Linked DNA regions of Mus musculus: regions 2, 3, 4 and 5 are each linked to region 1. A link is a contact called in public promoter capture Hi-C data. All regions are on one chromosome and are shown on one strand. The core of a region is the stretch at or near the end of the contact, and the rest is flanking DNA. Distances in the headings are between cores, read along the strand shown. Region 1 holds the start of Casp1 (caspase 1). Region 2 holds the start of Alkbh8 (alkB homolog 8, tRNA methyltransferase). Region 3 holds the start of Cwf19l2 (CWF19-like 2, cell cycle control (S. pombe)). Region 4 holds the start of Dcun1d5 (DCN1, defective in cullin neddylation 1, domain containing 5 (S. cerevisiae)). Region 5 has its middle 38 kb from the start of Gm23097.

What was found. Promoter capture Hi-C pulls out the DNA fragments that hold promoters and counts their contacts. Capture Hi-C pulls out chosen DNA fragments and counts their contacts.
Region 2: a contact with region 1 is called in a promoter capture Hi-C map of pre-B cells, with 10 times the contacts expected there. The contact joins the promoter of Alkbh8 here to the promoter of Casp1 in region 1. A contact is called at or near these places in 2 of 39 promoter capture datasets (hippocampal neurons and pre-B cells) and 2 of 9 other capture datasets (adipose tissue and liver).
Region 3: a contact with region 1 is called in a promoter capture Hi-C map of liver, with 2.5 times the contacts expected there. The contact joins the promoter of Cwf19l2 here to the promoter of Casp1 in region 1. A contact is called at or near these places in 1 of 39 promoter capture datasets (pre-B cells) and 2 of 9 other capture datasets (adipose tissue and liver).
Region 4: a contact with region 1 is called in a promoter capture Hi-C map of pre-B cells. The contact joins the promoter of Dcun1d5 here to the promoter of Casp1 in region 1.
Region 5: a promoter capture Hi-C map of hippocampal neurons shows a contact between it and region 1, with 6 times the contacts expected there. The contact joins the enhancer-like site here to the promoter of Casp1 in region 1. A contact is called at or near these places in 9 of 39 promoter capture datasets (the 3T3-L1 cell line, the C10 cell line, cranial neural crest and 5 more).

What each region holds. Positions count from the first base shown.
Region 1 is chr9:5,297,162-5,299,924 of GRCm38.p6, forward strand. It overlaps Casp1 (caspase 1), which reads left to right and starts at 1,356. Exons shown (of 10, transcript NM_009807.2): 1 at 1,356-1,562; 2 at 2,119-2,385; 3 at 2,642-2,704. The coding sequence starts at 1,556.
Region 2 is chr9:3,333,904-3,336,666 of GRCm38.p6, forward strand. It overlaps Alkbh8 (alkB homolog 8, tRNA methyltransferase), which reads left to right and starts at 1,328. Exons shown (of 12, transcript NM_026303.1): 1 at 1,328-1,347.
Region 3 is chr9:3,402,739-3,405,501 of GRCm38.p6, forward strand. Cwf19l2 (CWF19-like 2, cell cycle control (S. pombe)) reads left to right here and starts at 1,347. Exons shown (of 18, transcript NM_027545.2): 1 at 1,347-1,452. The coding sequence starts at 1,360.
Region 4 is chr9:7,183,072-7,185,834 of GRCm38.p6, forward strand. It overlaps Dcun1d5 (DCN1, defective in cullin neddylation 1, domain containing 5 (S. cerevisiae)), which reads left to right and starts at 1,434. Exons shown (of 8, transcript NM_029775.3): 1 at 1,434-1,811. The coding sequence starts at 1,726.
Region 5 is chr9:6,667,112-6,669,874 of GRCm38.p6, forward strand. No RefSeq gene overlaps it. Among named protein-coding and RNA genes, the nearest start is that of Gm23097, 38 kb to the right of the region's middle. Within about 2 kb of position 1,445, at least 60 of the 459 cell types and tissues checked have an H3K27ac peak or open chromatin away from gene starts, as enhancers often do.

The DNA.
Region 1 (2,763 bases), core at 106-2,605:
GGTGTCTCTCTTGAAGCTTCACTTCAATTGTTGCAGATATATATAACTCATAACAAAAAACAAAGCCAGTTGTTGAAAACCATTTCTTTCTTCTGTTAAGAATTTAAATTAAGCTTATATTTCTTGATTATGTATGTTACAGGAAACAAAATAAAGAAGCCAAGAGCCAGGTATCTAATCACAATGGTGAAGGAAAATTCCAGAAAAGAAGCTATGTCTGGATGTGAACAGAATTCTCCTGGAAGAAGGTTTTGTGTCTTCTGAGATGGACAGACAATTGGAATTGCTGTACTGTAGAAAGTTTGGAATTTTGTAGGTGCAGACGGTAACTACTACATCTTAGATTAGTATTAGCCTTCTAAAACAACCATTCCTTGGTCCACTCTGTATCTGAAGTAACACCTTGTGGTCATAAATTAAAACCTCTTAGAAGCTATTAACATAGAAGAACATGCAATTTAACCAATCAGAAAGCTAATACTGTCATTTTATGATTATAGGAAACCTTTCCCCCACATCAATGTATCTGCTTTTTAAGCTTGTTGATGCATTTTAAACTTGCCTTGACTTATACCTTTCTTTGTTCTCCAAAACTAGAAATACCTGATGAAAAGTTTTTCAAGTTGGATCTTGGAATTTGGGGTAACCTAAATCAGTGTTCTTGGGTATAGACTCCAGCAAAAAAAAAAAAAACAAAAAAAACAAAAAACAAAAAAAAAACCCAACAAAACTAATCTATTTATTACCTTTAAGGTAGAGCTATGGGTGTTTGTTGTTTGTTTGGTTGGCTGGTTGTTGGCTTTTTTTTTTTTTTTTTTTTTTTTTTTTTTTTTTTTTTGGACATAAGCATCTTGATGTATCCTTATCGACGATACTTATGCCCAGCAGGCTAATTATTCAAGGGCATCCCCTGCCAGGGAAGCAAGTAGTTTGACAGTAGATGCACACCTCTGCTTCTGGTCCTCCGAGTCCAATCCTGCTGTCTGTCTAACTCTGCAACGGAACAGGAGCAGTAACTTCAGCCTATCTCTACTGCCCTGCCTCATATGCTTTTTTCCACTACTCATTACCTAATTCCAGCCCCCAACTACAACAGGCACTCCTGCTAGCCCACAGACTTACAAGCCAGAAAACAGTATATTGACTACAGTTCTTCTCTTCTCTCTTTGTTCTCCCAGCTCTGATCCCAGAGTCTCAGGCCCAGCCCTGCAGCAGAAACACGTGTGGCAGCCTTCCCTGCCTACTTGTTCCTCTCCTGTGAATCCCACAGATTCTCTACCTTCTCTTCCTGGACTTGTTGTCACAGCTCCTTTCTTTCTTGATGACTAAGACTCACTCCCTTCCTTTCCTGAGCTCTTCCAAGTGTTGAAGAAGAATCATTTCCGCGGTTGAATCCTTTTCAGACTTGAGCATTTAAACCTAACTTTAATTAGGGAAAGAAACATGCGCACACAGCAATTGTGGTTATTTCTCAATCTGTATTCACGCCCTGTTGGAAAGGAACTAACAATATGCTTTCAGTTTCAGTAGCTCTGCGGTGTAGAAAAGAAACGCCATGGCTGGTGAGTTTTCTCTATTATTAAAAGAACTCGTTTGGACAATAAGTCATTTGGAAAGGGACTCGCTTTTCTGAAAGCCATCATTAGTTTCTGGAGTTATTTAGGTGAGCTGAATCTGGGCAAAGTGAAGACTATTTAGAAATCTGCACAGAAGATTCTTGACGTCTTAATCTCTGGCCAGGGTCAGAAAGGACCTTTACTTGTATCCTGCCATTGTTGCCATCGTTTTTTGCAATCTTAGCTAGTAAGAGTCCCTAGTTAGACAGAGGGAACTGAATGAGTGACAGAGATGGTGGCAGCAAAAGAAAATGGTTTATGCTTCTTGAGTTCTAACAGAAAGATATGTGCCTCATACTGTATGCTTTTGTGTAATGTTGAAGGACAAATGTGGAGCAGAGATAGGAAAAAATAAGAGAGAGAGAGAGAGAGAGAGAGCAGGGAAACGCTGTATGTGAAAGGGACATTTTGCTGATTCACTCTGAAAGACAGTATGCTTTCTTTACATGAAAGGAACACGCAACTGTTTTCTTGATTTGAGAATTCTTTGTGTCTTAAACAGACAAGATCCTGAGGGCAAAGAGGAAGCAATTTATCAACTCAGTGAGTATAGGGACAATAAATGGATTGTTGGATGAACTTTTAGAGAAGAGAGTGCTGAATCAGGAAGAAATGGATAAAATAAAACTTGCAAACATTACTGCTATGGACAAGGCACGGGACCTATGTGATCATGTCTCTAAAAAAGGGCCCCAGGCAAGCCAAATCTTTATCACTTACATTTGTAATGAAGACTGCTACCTGGCAGGAATTCTGGAGCTTCAATCAGGTAAGAGCCTGAATCTTAGACCAAGTTGAGAGTCTATATATTTGGATAACCAATGTCTAATTGATATATTTCTTATGTAGTTTAAAGACAACCACTCACCTTCAGCTCCAGACTCCCATTTTTGTGTCTGTGGCTCTGCTGTGTGTCTCATGACTATTCCTATTCCTTCTGCCTTGTCTCCTGTAGCACACATTGGCCTCAGTCTCACCAAGGATGACCTTGCTATGGTGAATTCATTTCTTTTGTCTCTCTTCAGCTCCATCAGCTGAAACATTTGTTGCTACAGAAGATTCTAAAGGAGGACATCCTTCATCCTCAGGTACCCATACTGATAGAGGAATAATACTCGCTGGATCCTCATCTCTTTTGCATTATTAT
Region 2 (2,763 bases), core at 78-2,577, 2.0 Mb before region 1:
GGAAGTAAGAAGGAAGAAAATTCAGTTTAAAAAAGATTTTTTTTAAGGTGGGCATTTTTTAAGGGGTATTCCTTCTGGGACATTGGCTGAGGAGGAAGGTCAACTGGGTACTTTCTCTGCCTCGCAGAGCTAGCAGGCTTTCTTCCCAGCATCTGGTTCCCAAGTCTTCATAGGAAAAATCAAACAACATGACTGCCCCAAGGTATGTTTTGAAGAGGAGGTTTATTGTAGATATGAGGGAGAGAATAGCCAGAAACATCTGGAAGTGTTTATACTGAACATGGCCAACAGACAGAGCTTGGCTTTGGGGGGTTGGGAGGGGGTAAGAGAGAAGAGAGGGATGCAAGTGTACCAAGAAAGAGCCAGGAGTAGAACCAGATAGGAGCCAATAGGCCAAGAGACCCAGTGTCCAAAATAGCTATGTTATATGGAGATCAATAAGTCGGGAAGGGAAGAAGCAGAAAGTTAGTCCCTGAGATGGAAAGGTTTAGGGGAAGGGGAGAGGTGAGCAGTGCTGGGAGGAGCAACAGGTACTGAGTAATGTTGCAGAGAGCTGCAAGTATTTGCATTGATGTTTTAGTAGGCACTTCAGTCAGTGATTTGTCCCTCTTTCTTTGAGGCCTAACAATGTGGAGTTGAGTAAATACTACAAATTAAAAACAATACTGTTACTGTTTTTTTGTCATGAGTCAATCTCATAATAGGGATATAATTATTGTCTTTAATTTTTCTGCCATTTAAACTTTACTTTGAAATATCTTTCCTGAAGTAGATCCAGTTTCTTCTGTTTTAGAGTTTCTACTCTTTCTGGTTTTTTAGATTATATTATAATTTACTCATTGCATTTCCTACCTCCAAACCCTCTCCTATACCCATCGTCCTTGCTCTTTCAAATTCATCACCTCTTTTATTATTAATTGTACATACATACATTAATACAAATTGTACAATGTTTCTTGTATTTAAGTGTTTTCAGGCTGATCATTCATTGTTGGATAAACAATTGGCGTGCTCTTCCCTGGAGAAAAGTATTTCTCTTGCTCTCAGAATTCCTTATTTGCATATTGTTCTTTGTGTAGGGTTTAGACGTTCTCGACTCTTTGCCTGACCACACAAACACAACCGTTTTCATTGTCTTTGTTCAGTTCAGTATAGGCAGTCACACTAGAGAGACTTTATGGGTGTGGCTTCTGATGTTCCCAGGAGACACAATTCACAGTAAACTTCCGTTTCTCCACCTCCATTTTCTCTGCAGTGTTCTAAGCCTGAGGTATAGGAGTTGTGCTGTAGATGTCAGTTGAGACTGAACTCTACAGCTCTGCATTTCGATTGGTGTGGTTTACACAGGTAAGTTCCCTTAAGACTACAGTTATTTGTGAGTATAAGATCAAATGTTTAGCATTTAGTAACGTGATAGTTGTAGGTCCTATTCCAACGATTACTATTCACCCAAATAAAGCAGCCAAATTTTCTGTTTCAAGCAGCAGTTTACAGACATTTGGCGGAGAAAGGGTCAACAAAGAATTTGAGTCCCGAAGGGGGTTGTGGTAGCCCCAGGGACTCATGGGAAATGTAGTACTATTGTCTGCAACATGGCGGCGTCCGGTTGAAAGGGTGTCAGAGCATAGGTGGTCAGGCTGCACCGGGGAAGGCTGGCGATTGACAAAGCAGCTGGGAGGTGAACATTTCTGGTGAGGAGAGAGAAAAGTGTACGCCACCTGATTGGGGCCTGGGGATATGGAGGATCGCAAATCCTGGCTTACTCCTTTCAGCTCCCTGTCTGCTCTGTCCTGACCAGCATGGGCCGACTCAGACCGCGAAGAGTGCAGTTTATGGGTTGGGGAGGTAAGGCCGTTGGGAACCCTGGTAGGATCTAATGTCCTTATGTTTGGCATATGATGGATGCCTAGCGGTGTCTGTATTAGCTGCCATAGGGGTTGAAGACCAACCCTTGCTTTTAGTCGTTTTTCAGCAAGCATCAATTCTGTGAAGCACGGATATGCAAGGCACTCTTGGCCCACATCTGCCTTATATTTTTTTCTTGATCAGTCCTTCTGCTTCTGGGGTCAAGTAGTGTCAGACTGTGGTTTTGATGATTTCGTTTAACGTTTGTCTCTAGCTGTTTAGCAGGTACCCAAGATTGTAGACGAGAGTTTCTGACTCCAACACATGCAGATAATTGGGATACTCACTCGGTGGGTGTTACGGAAATCGCTGAAGATGGCTGCCAAAATTAGAATTACGGAGTTTAATAGCTAAAATGGCAAATTCTGCTTAGGTTTATTTAAATATGTATATTTAATGAGTCGCTACTACATATCACATCCTGTTTAAGTGCTGTGTACTACCCGGTGAATAATACAGACAAAATCACTACTTCATGTACTTAACTTTCTATTCACTTACAGAAGATAACAAACAATGAGTGTAAGAAAAAATAGAGTGTGTAATTCAGAAACGGTAATTTTTTTCTAAGTCTTAATGTTTAACTCTGCTTTCTTTTTAAATAGATAATGTAATTTGGATAGCTTATTAATTCAAAAGACATGTATCACCTGCATGTGTATCTATATACCACCTACATGCCAGAAGAAGGAGTGAGATCTGGAACTGGAGTTGTGAATGGTTTGAATTACTATGTGGGTGCTAGGACTTGAACCCGGGTCCTCTGGAAGAGCAGCTAGTACATATAACCAGAGTCATCTCTCTAGCCACAGCTCTATTTTCTAACTCAGACACGGATACAGTACAGTTGGTACTTGG
Region 3 (2,763 bases), core at 97-2,596, 1.9 Mb before region 1:
AGCAAGGTTTTCGAAAATCATCAGTGCGTTTAGCCTTCAATATTTCATGGCAAGTCTTTTTGAGTGCCTTTGGTAATGCGTGGGCAGGTATATTAGCCCTTCCTATCAACTCTGAATTGGCTGGTTATCCTTGCTTCAGATGCACAAACTGGAGTGCTGCCTCACAAACATAATGAATCAAATAAAGGGGTTGTAACCATTCAAGTTTGTCATCTTAAATTTGCTGAGTTGATATGGGCAAAAGGAGATAGAAATGGCTTATTTCAACTTTCCTGTTTCTATCCTAGTGGGCGAATCAAATGAAGCACAGATGGGGCTAGTCTTTTGATACAGAGACTTAATTATGCAAGATGCAATAAATACAACAGAGGTCACTGTTTTTTCTTTATGAGAGATAACCACACAACCAAGGCATCTTTCTTCTGGGTGATGAGGACTCTTCCTGCACCCAGGCTTGTGCAACACCAAGTCTTGACCTCCAAATAATTAAGAATTATTTATTTATTTATTTATTTATTTATTTAATGAGTGTTATGTCATCATGTAGTTGCAATGCCTGTGGAGGCCAGAAGAGGGAGATCTCCTGGAAATGGAGCTAGAGATGGTTTTGATGATCCCTGTGAGTTCCTGGATGTGGCCTTAGGTCCTTTGCAAGAACAGTTAGCACCTAAATCACTGACCCATCTCTCTACCCCAGTTTTAAATATATTTCAAGACACCCATCAAAGAAAAATACTGAACTTTTTTTTTTAATTACTTATTTTACTTATATGAGTACATTGTCACTGTTTTCAGACACACCAGAAGAGGGCGTTCAATCCCATTACAGAGGGTTGTGAGCCACCACGTGGTTCCTGGGAATTGAACTCAGGACATCTGGAAGAGCAGTCAGTGCTCTTAACCACTGAGTCATCTCTCCAGCCCCTATACTGATTCTTAAGAGCAATTTTTGTTTTTCCCTTTTCCCCCCACGTTCTGACTTTCTGATCAGGTTCCCTTCAGGTTGATGCACAGTCACAGGAAGTCAGGCAAGAAGGGGGAAGTAAGTAACTTCTAGCTTACTGGAGTGTTTTAAGAGTCCTATTGAGAAATGAGTTAATATATCGCAGGGCTCATAATAACGCATGTTTATATTAACTCAGCGCTTAGCGAACCTAGTACATCTGAAAGATCAACTCTCCAGCAGGCTACAAGTTTCCGCTGAACCTTTCACAGGCGAAACATTCGGAACTGCGCCTGCTCTGTTGGCATAGTAACGCCCCTTCCCTACTATTTTGAAATGCAGATTCGGTTTCTAAATTACGACAGTCGTAAACCGAGGTTTCCCGACGGCGTCCTTGCTTTTCGACGGCAACAACTATGGAGGCGTTTAGTGTAAGATTTGAAAGTGCTAGCAGTATCGAAGAGCGAAAAGAACAGACCCGTAATGCCAGGGCCGAGGTGTTACGCCAGGTATCCCGGCTTTGGAGAATTTTCTTTCTTCCTTTTTAAAACTGGGGTTGTACTAAGGGCTTCTGCATGCTAGGTAATCGCTTTCCGAGATTTAGTTCTTGAAATACTTTCGTTTTATAAATCTTACGGTTTCGGAATGTTATTTAAAAGTTGTAGGACTTGAGAATCCTGGGAGATAGTCCACTCACTTCTCTCGTTACTTCGGTATCTCACCTTGTCTGATTTTGGTCTTTTTCCAATGCAGTTGTCTTCTAAACGCTCGGACCGGCTCCATTTGCTATTTCTCTCCGCAAAAAGATTGATTGGTTTCCTTCCAGTTTCCTTAGTTTTTAAGCACTCTTGATATTTCAGCCGCCTGGATTGCTCAGTTTCTGTGTCCAGTGTCACATCCGAGGACTCTTCTTACCAGTTAATTCGAAGCATGAGTCATTGCCCCGGCTTATTGGAAGTAGGACACATTTGAATACGTTGGTGTTTCCTCCACGTTTTCCTTTCAACTCCAGGCTTAGGCCAGCCTTTACTGATTGAAACACTGTTTTAGCATAAGAGACTCAGAATATGTGCTCCCCGACCCCAGGTTTTGGAAACAGAATTCTCATTAACATTGAAATGTATGGAGTTTATAAAAACGGAAGAAGTAAATTATTGAACAGTTATTGACAGTTATTCCTGATTAATTGTGACAGTGAAAAAGATGAATTTGTAGTTGAACAACGGAATGTTCCGTGACTATGTTTTGGGTTTTTTGTTTTATGATAAAAGAATTTTAAATAAGTTTAAATGCATATAGAGAGTAGAAAATAAATAGGAAGAATGAGTAATGCCTTCCTTCAGTCACATTTTAAGGGGATGGGTGGGCAGTTAGTCTTGGTCAGATAAAGCATCATGAATATTGGCTGATTTCAAAATAGATATAATGAATAATCATAATGACTGTCTGTTTGATATTTCAAACAGTTTTTGGAAGAAACTCTTTGTCAGCTGTGAAGAATTTTAGACAAATCTACATACAGTTTGATAAGGACCAAAGTCAGCTTAGGAATTTTGACAGATGGATGAGAAAGCAGAAGAAACTTCTTGCATTGTATTACTATTGTTGACTGCTGACTAGAAATTAGCCATATGGTTCTTTCTTTTTAAGAGGATAACTTTTCTGAGTCAATTGTATTGGCACTGTCTATTTTGAAGGCATGGAAAAAGGTCAGATTTATAACTTTTGGGAAAGTCTAAAGAACTAGCCACAGTGACAATGAAGGTTAAAGTGATTCCAAATCCTATTTGAGACAGAGAGAAAAGAGGATATATGTTAGT
Region 4 (2,763 bases), core at 184-2,683, 1.9 Mb after region 1:
AACTATTTTAAAAGTTCTGTTTTCCATTTCTTCATTCTACAATCCTTAAACCTAAGAAATATGCAAATCATCAAACTGTCAAATGAATAGACCTGTTTCAGCCTTGTGTGCTTAATCTGTTTATGTTGTGCCACTCTACTAACAGACGGCTAAAATGCATTTTTAAGATTTTTCTTCATAAAGTTGATGAGTACCTTAGGATCTAAACCAGAATACCCTTTTGTTTTAATACTACTTCCTTTCCTTTCCTTCTTGTGACTTAGTCAAAGAAAATTAGACCACATAACAAAGAACTCAGCACCCTCATAGCTTCTCATTATTTACTATATAGAAAATCAAGAACTATCACGAGCAGCAGAAAAAATTAAATCACATAACTAGGTGCTTTTCTGTACACAGACATAATGTCCCTTCCCAAGTCTCACAACCTGAGTTCCACCTCAAGAGTGACAAGATTGATGGAGAAAATGAACTTTCAAGTTGTCATCCCAGCACTGGCACACAAGTGCCCCCACAATAAATACATATATAAAACAAACAAACAAAAAAAAAACCCTTCATCTTTCAGTTGTCTACTTCCTGTAGGGAGTTCTGTTTTAGAGCTTACATTTTATAATTTTCATGTAAAAACAATGTTTCGTGCATTGTTTATAATAGAGTCGAATGGGTTATAGGTTTGAACATTATGTTCACTGTTAAAAAAACATTAACTATATGCACCAAACATTGAAGTGTCCTCTCTCAGGAAACTTGTGAATTCCAGGGCATATTATGTATCCAGGACTCATTACAACAACCGGTTTTTTTCTTTCTCCTTGACTAGATTAGGGTCCCACGATGCAGTCACAGAACCACAGGGATAGAATTTAAAGAAACAGTCTTCTGTCACAGTTGGGTTACAAACATGGACTTCATTCACTAAGAATCTTCTATGAGATAATTTTACCTAGCAAACCTTTCTTATAAGCAGTATTTCCATTAGAAGTGACGTGATTACTGTTTCTTGAGAGCAGCCCATTAGAACAGTTCCCCAAATCCTCTGTAATAAGTCAGTCCGTTTCCCAGTCTCTTATCCAAGAGGAGAGTTCCTCAGAAGTAAAACATGGAGGCGTTGCCTCAGCACAGGAGGAAGCCATAAACTGACCCTGAGCATGAGGGAGAAAAGGACAAGGAGCGCGAGAAGTTGATCTCAGGCCCACCAAGAACACCCGAAAAAACTGGAGCGGTTGCACGTCAGGAGTGGGCACACTCACGCATGGCTCCTCACCAGATTACTTCGCTCGCCAGCTGTGGAGCGTTTATGATTTCTAGAAAGGACTTCCCGCTGGAAACCCGCCAGAAAATCTCCGGAGATTCAGGCTCCACCTGCAGAGACAAAAAATCCCAAAGTAGAGAGACCGCTCCAGGCCCTGCGAGCTTCCTTTCTACGTCACTTCCGGTCCAGAGCCATCCGCTTCCGGGTCAGGCTAAGCCGCCTGCTCTTCGCTGCTACTGTAGGTGCCGCGCTGTCGGCGTTCGCTGCTCCTGGAAAAGCCCGAGCCGCGACACCGCCGGCCTTAGCGCTGCGCTGCCCGGAACCGCCCCTAAAGAGGAGACCCGGGGCGGGGTCGCGCCTCGGGCCTCCGCTGCGGTCCCCGGCAGGCGGGAGCCGGCGCTGCGGGGCCTGCGGCGGAGCGCGATACCCCTCCCCGGCCGCCCTGTCTACCTTGCCGGGGAAGGCGGAAGATGCCAGTGAAGAAGAAGAGAAAAGCTCCCGGAGTGGCAGCGGCGGTCGCGGAAGACGCGGGCCTCAAAAAGTGTAAAATCCCCAGGTACTGCCTGTCCCCACCCCGCTGGCTCTCTCCTTCCCCCGGGGCCGGACAGGCCGCTAGCCGGGAGGAGAGGGGCGAGCCCTCTCAGGCGAGGCGGTCGGTGAGGCGCCCAGTCTCCGCTCCGCGCGGGACCGAACCGCGTGTTCGCCTGTACGTGCTCTCTGTCGTACTTGGACAAGCTCTGAGATTCGTCCCACTTTGTTGTCTGCGTGCCCAGAGGGTAGGAAACAGACGACCGTACGTATGCATTCTCCATCAAATTTCCCAACCGAGAAGTGAGCGCGGATCTGCCAAGATTCACGGCGTCCTTGTGTCACACTAAATCGAGCAGAATTGGCTTGGTCCCCACATTGTTAAATGTCAGAGTGTGAAAAAAGGAGCAGAGCTTGAAGAGTTTTGACAGCTGCCTTGGGAATGATGGAAAGAAAGCCTTTGCTATAATTGGTCTCCCGAGTTAGCATTTAAAGTGGCCTAACCTGGACGATCCCAGCAGGAGGCCTTTTAAATCGCTGGAGCCTAGGCTTCTGGACGCACCAATGCCTCCACTTCACCTGTACCAGTTCCGTACACTTAATTGGAAAAGGCCCTTGTGGTTTTTGTTTTCTGGCATTAAGACGCTGGTAGCTCTCAACCTCCTTTTAGGCGTTAGCAAGCTATTGTGCTCCATGTTCTCTTAGGGGAAAAGAAAACAAAGCAGAACTGTAAGTTAGAGCCCTTTACTCGCTTTGTGGCATATACTCAATCATCACAGATTCATTCCTCAGAAAGTCATTGCGATTTAGCTTTGAGAAGTGGGCTTCTTCCCATACACTTTGAGTTGTTTTTGTATTAATGGTCGACACTTAAAGTGACAAATACTACCATTACAACAAGACAGCCTGGAACAACAATATCAACTAATCAGTACCCCCAGAACCTATGTCTCTAACTGCATAGGTAGCAGAAGATGGCG
Region 5 (2,763 bases), core at 195-2,694, 1.4 Mb after region 1:
TGGTAAGCATGCTGTTTGAATACCGTTTAAAGTATTAAAGGCTAAAATAGAAACACAAGAGTTATGAAAAGAGGCAGGGCTTTAGAAGGCAGGGGAGGACTTTTAAAGCTTTGGGTGTACCTGAATTATCCCAAATGATTGTGGAAGCAGCCAAGTCACTGCCCCCACTCTGGGTAGGGGACATAAATCCTCATTTTCAACAGATTTTTCCAAAGATGGTGGCCCTGTTATTTGCAGCCCCCAAATCAGAGCCCACTGCCAGTACAATTGATGACCATTCCAATCACTACATGAAGTAGACAGGCGATAACGTTAGCAAGTGAATGATAAGCATGGCCTTGTTTTGTGCTGTTGCATAAAAGGAGGAATTTGAAGTGATGGGCTGGTTTTAATATGAGGAGTGGGTACATCACTGTGTTTACTTGATGAAATTTTACTGGTTCATTTATCATTTGCATGCATTTCAGTATACAATATAATTGATGTCATAATAAAGATGTATATAGGTCAAGAAAATAAGGGGGGCTTTTTTCAAAGTGGCCTAGGGACAAAAACATTTTGTTTGAGGATTCCCTTAATTTAGGGAATTAAAAGTAAAAGTGGATTCATTCTTGTTGTTAAAGAGCACATGAAGAGGGAGAGTAGTAATGGACGGGTATTTTTACAGAGTTCGGACTGGAATGGGAGAATATCTTTCAAAACATACAGTCATGTATGAAATTCTAAGGATCCACATTCAGATACTTGTTCTAATAATAATTTGCCATATGTCCTTGTCTCTAGTACTACTATATGATACTAAAAGATGTGTTGCAGGGAGTCTATCAACAAAGAGAAACAGAAAATCAACTGAACAATTGCTTCATACTCGGGGAAACTGGAGTGGGAAACTGGTGTTTAGTAACAGAAATATAGAGCCCCAAAGGACCAGTTGCTTGCGTCTTGAACATTAAAAGTCAAATACAAACAATGCTTGGCATGATCCCTGAGCAGTTTCTGAAGAATTGACCAGATATTTTTTTCTCAGACATTCCTTTCAAGAAGTGCTTTGTTACAGGAATCATTTCCAAGAATCTAGTCACAATAGTCACAAACACCGGTCCTTCCTTCGTTGGTCTAAGGAATTCTTGGCATTTGGAGAGTCACAGGACTTTCTTAAGTTAGAGGAATGCAGTCTATGCCTCTATGCCGTGTGTGCCTGAGACTGCATGTGTTCAAGAAGTGAAACAAGTCTCATGGCGCCTATAAATTACCAGCACTGAGGGGCACCAGGCAGGGCAATTCTCTGCATTTCATTCTGTGCAACCTCTTACAGTTATGGGATGTCATTGTTCAGTCTTCGGCACTGGGCAACAACTCTTTACGATTATAATAATCCTACTGAACACATGTGCTGTGCAGAACCCTTTAAAATCCTATTTGTGCGTTGTGAGTTACACAGACCAGGGTTTTTGCCAGCTGGGTCCAGTGCAGGCTGTTCTGGGTCATGACTGAGCGCCAACTGACTCGATATTATTAGTGTGGTGTACTTTGATCGCCTCCTGGTGTTGATTCTGTGTAACAGCAGCTGACATCTGACTGGTAGTTTTCAAGCAAATAAATAAAAGCAAAAGATGAATGGATTGACCTGGAAAGCTGGTCCTACAATATCTAAATGATTACATCAGTGGTAGGTCAAGAGAGAGACGGTGAACAGACAAAGAGGACCTTGGGATATTCTACAGCAATATCGCTTCTTTGCAATTTTGCAGTCTAAAGCTTTAAAAGGCTTAGCTTTGAATTATTGTAACATTCATCTCACCTCCCAGCAGTATCGAGTTTGGCACAACATTTCAAACAAAAATCCAACAGGATTAAGTGACCACTCGTTAATTTTAAGCAACACATCTGAGTGTGTAGGATGGATAGGTCCAGCACTCTTTGTGAGGACACTGTGTGGGATGTTAACAGACTTAGTAGTCACAGCAGCTTCTTTATGCTCATACCACTGAAAGTATTTGTGGGGAGATATGAATTCTACCTGTGCAATAGTCTGAATACTGAAAGATACTGGTACTGTGTCTACATGTGAAATTAAAATTTTAGGTAAATACGCCAGCCTGAGTTTATCTCCAGATACCAATGCTAACTTGAGCATGTGGTAGCCTAAGCCAGGAATGTCTTGTGCTGATCCAGCTCCCAAAGTCTTTGTTATAAAGGTTTGGTTTTCATGTTTTATCTATTACTCATGCTAATATGGCTATGACCCCCTTTTTTCTTTTTTTGAAAAATAGATTACTTTCTCAAACAATATATCCTGATTATAGTTCCCCCTCCCTCTACTCCTCTAAGTTTCTTCCCACCTCCCCTCCCTCCCAGAACCACTCCCTTTCTGTCTCTCATTAGAAAAGAACAGGCTTCTAACATAACAACCAAACATGACAAAATAAAATATAAAATTAAGCAAAAACTATCATATCGAAGTTAGACAGCAACCGAACAGGAGGAAAAGGGTCTTGAGAGCAGGCATGAGAGTCAGAGACCCACTCATTCTTACAGTCAGGAGTCCCTTTAAAATACCAAGCTAATACCCAATAACGTATATACACACACACACATATATATGTATATATATGTATACATATATATGCATATAAATATATATGTATGTGTGTGTGTGTGTGTGTGTGTGTGTGTGTGTGCGCGCGCGTACACACACATACATATATCCTGGTACAGGTCTGTGTAGTAGGCCTTGTGCTTGCAGTTTCAGTCTCTGTGAGT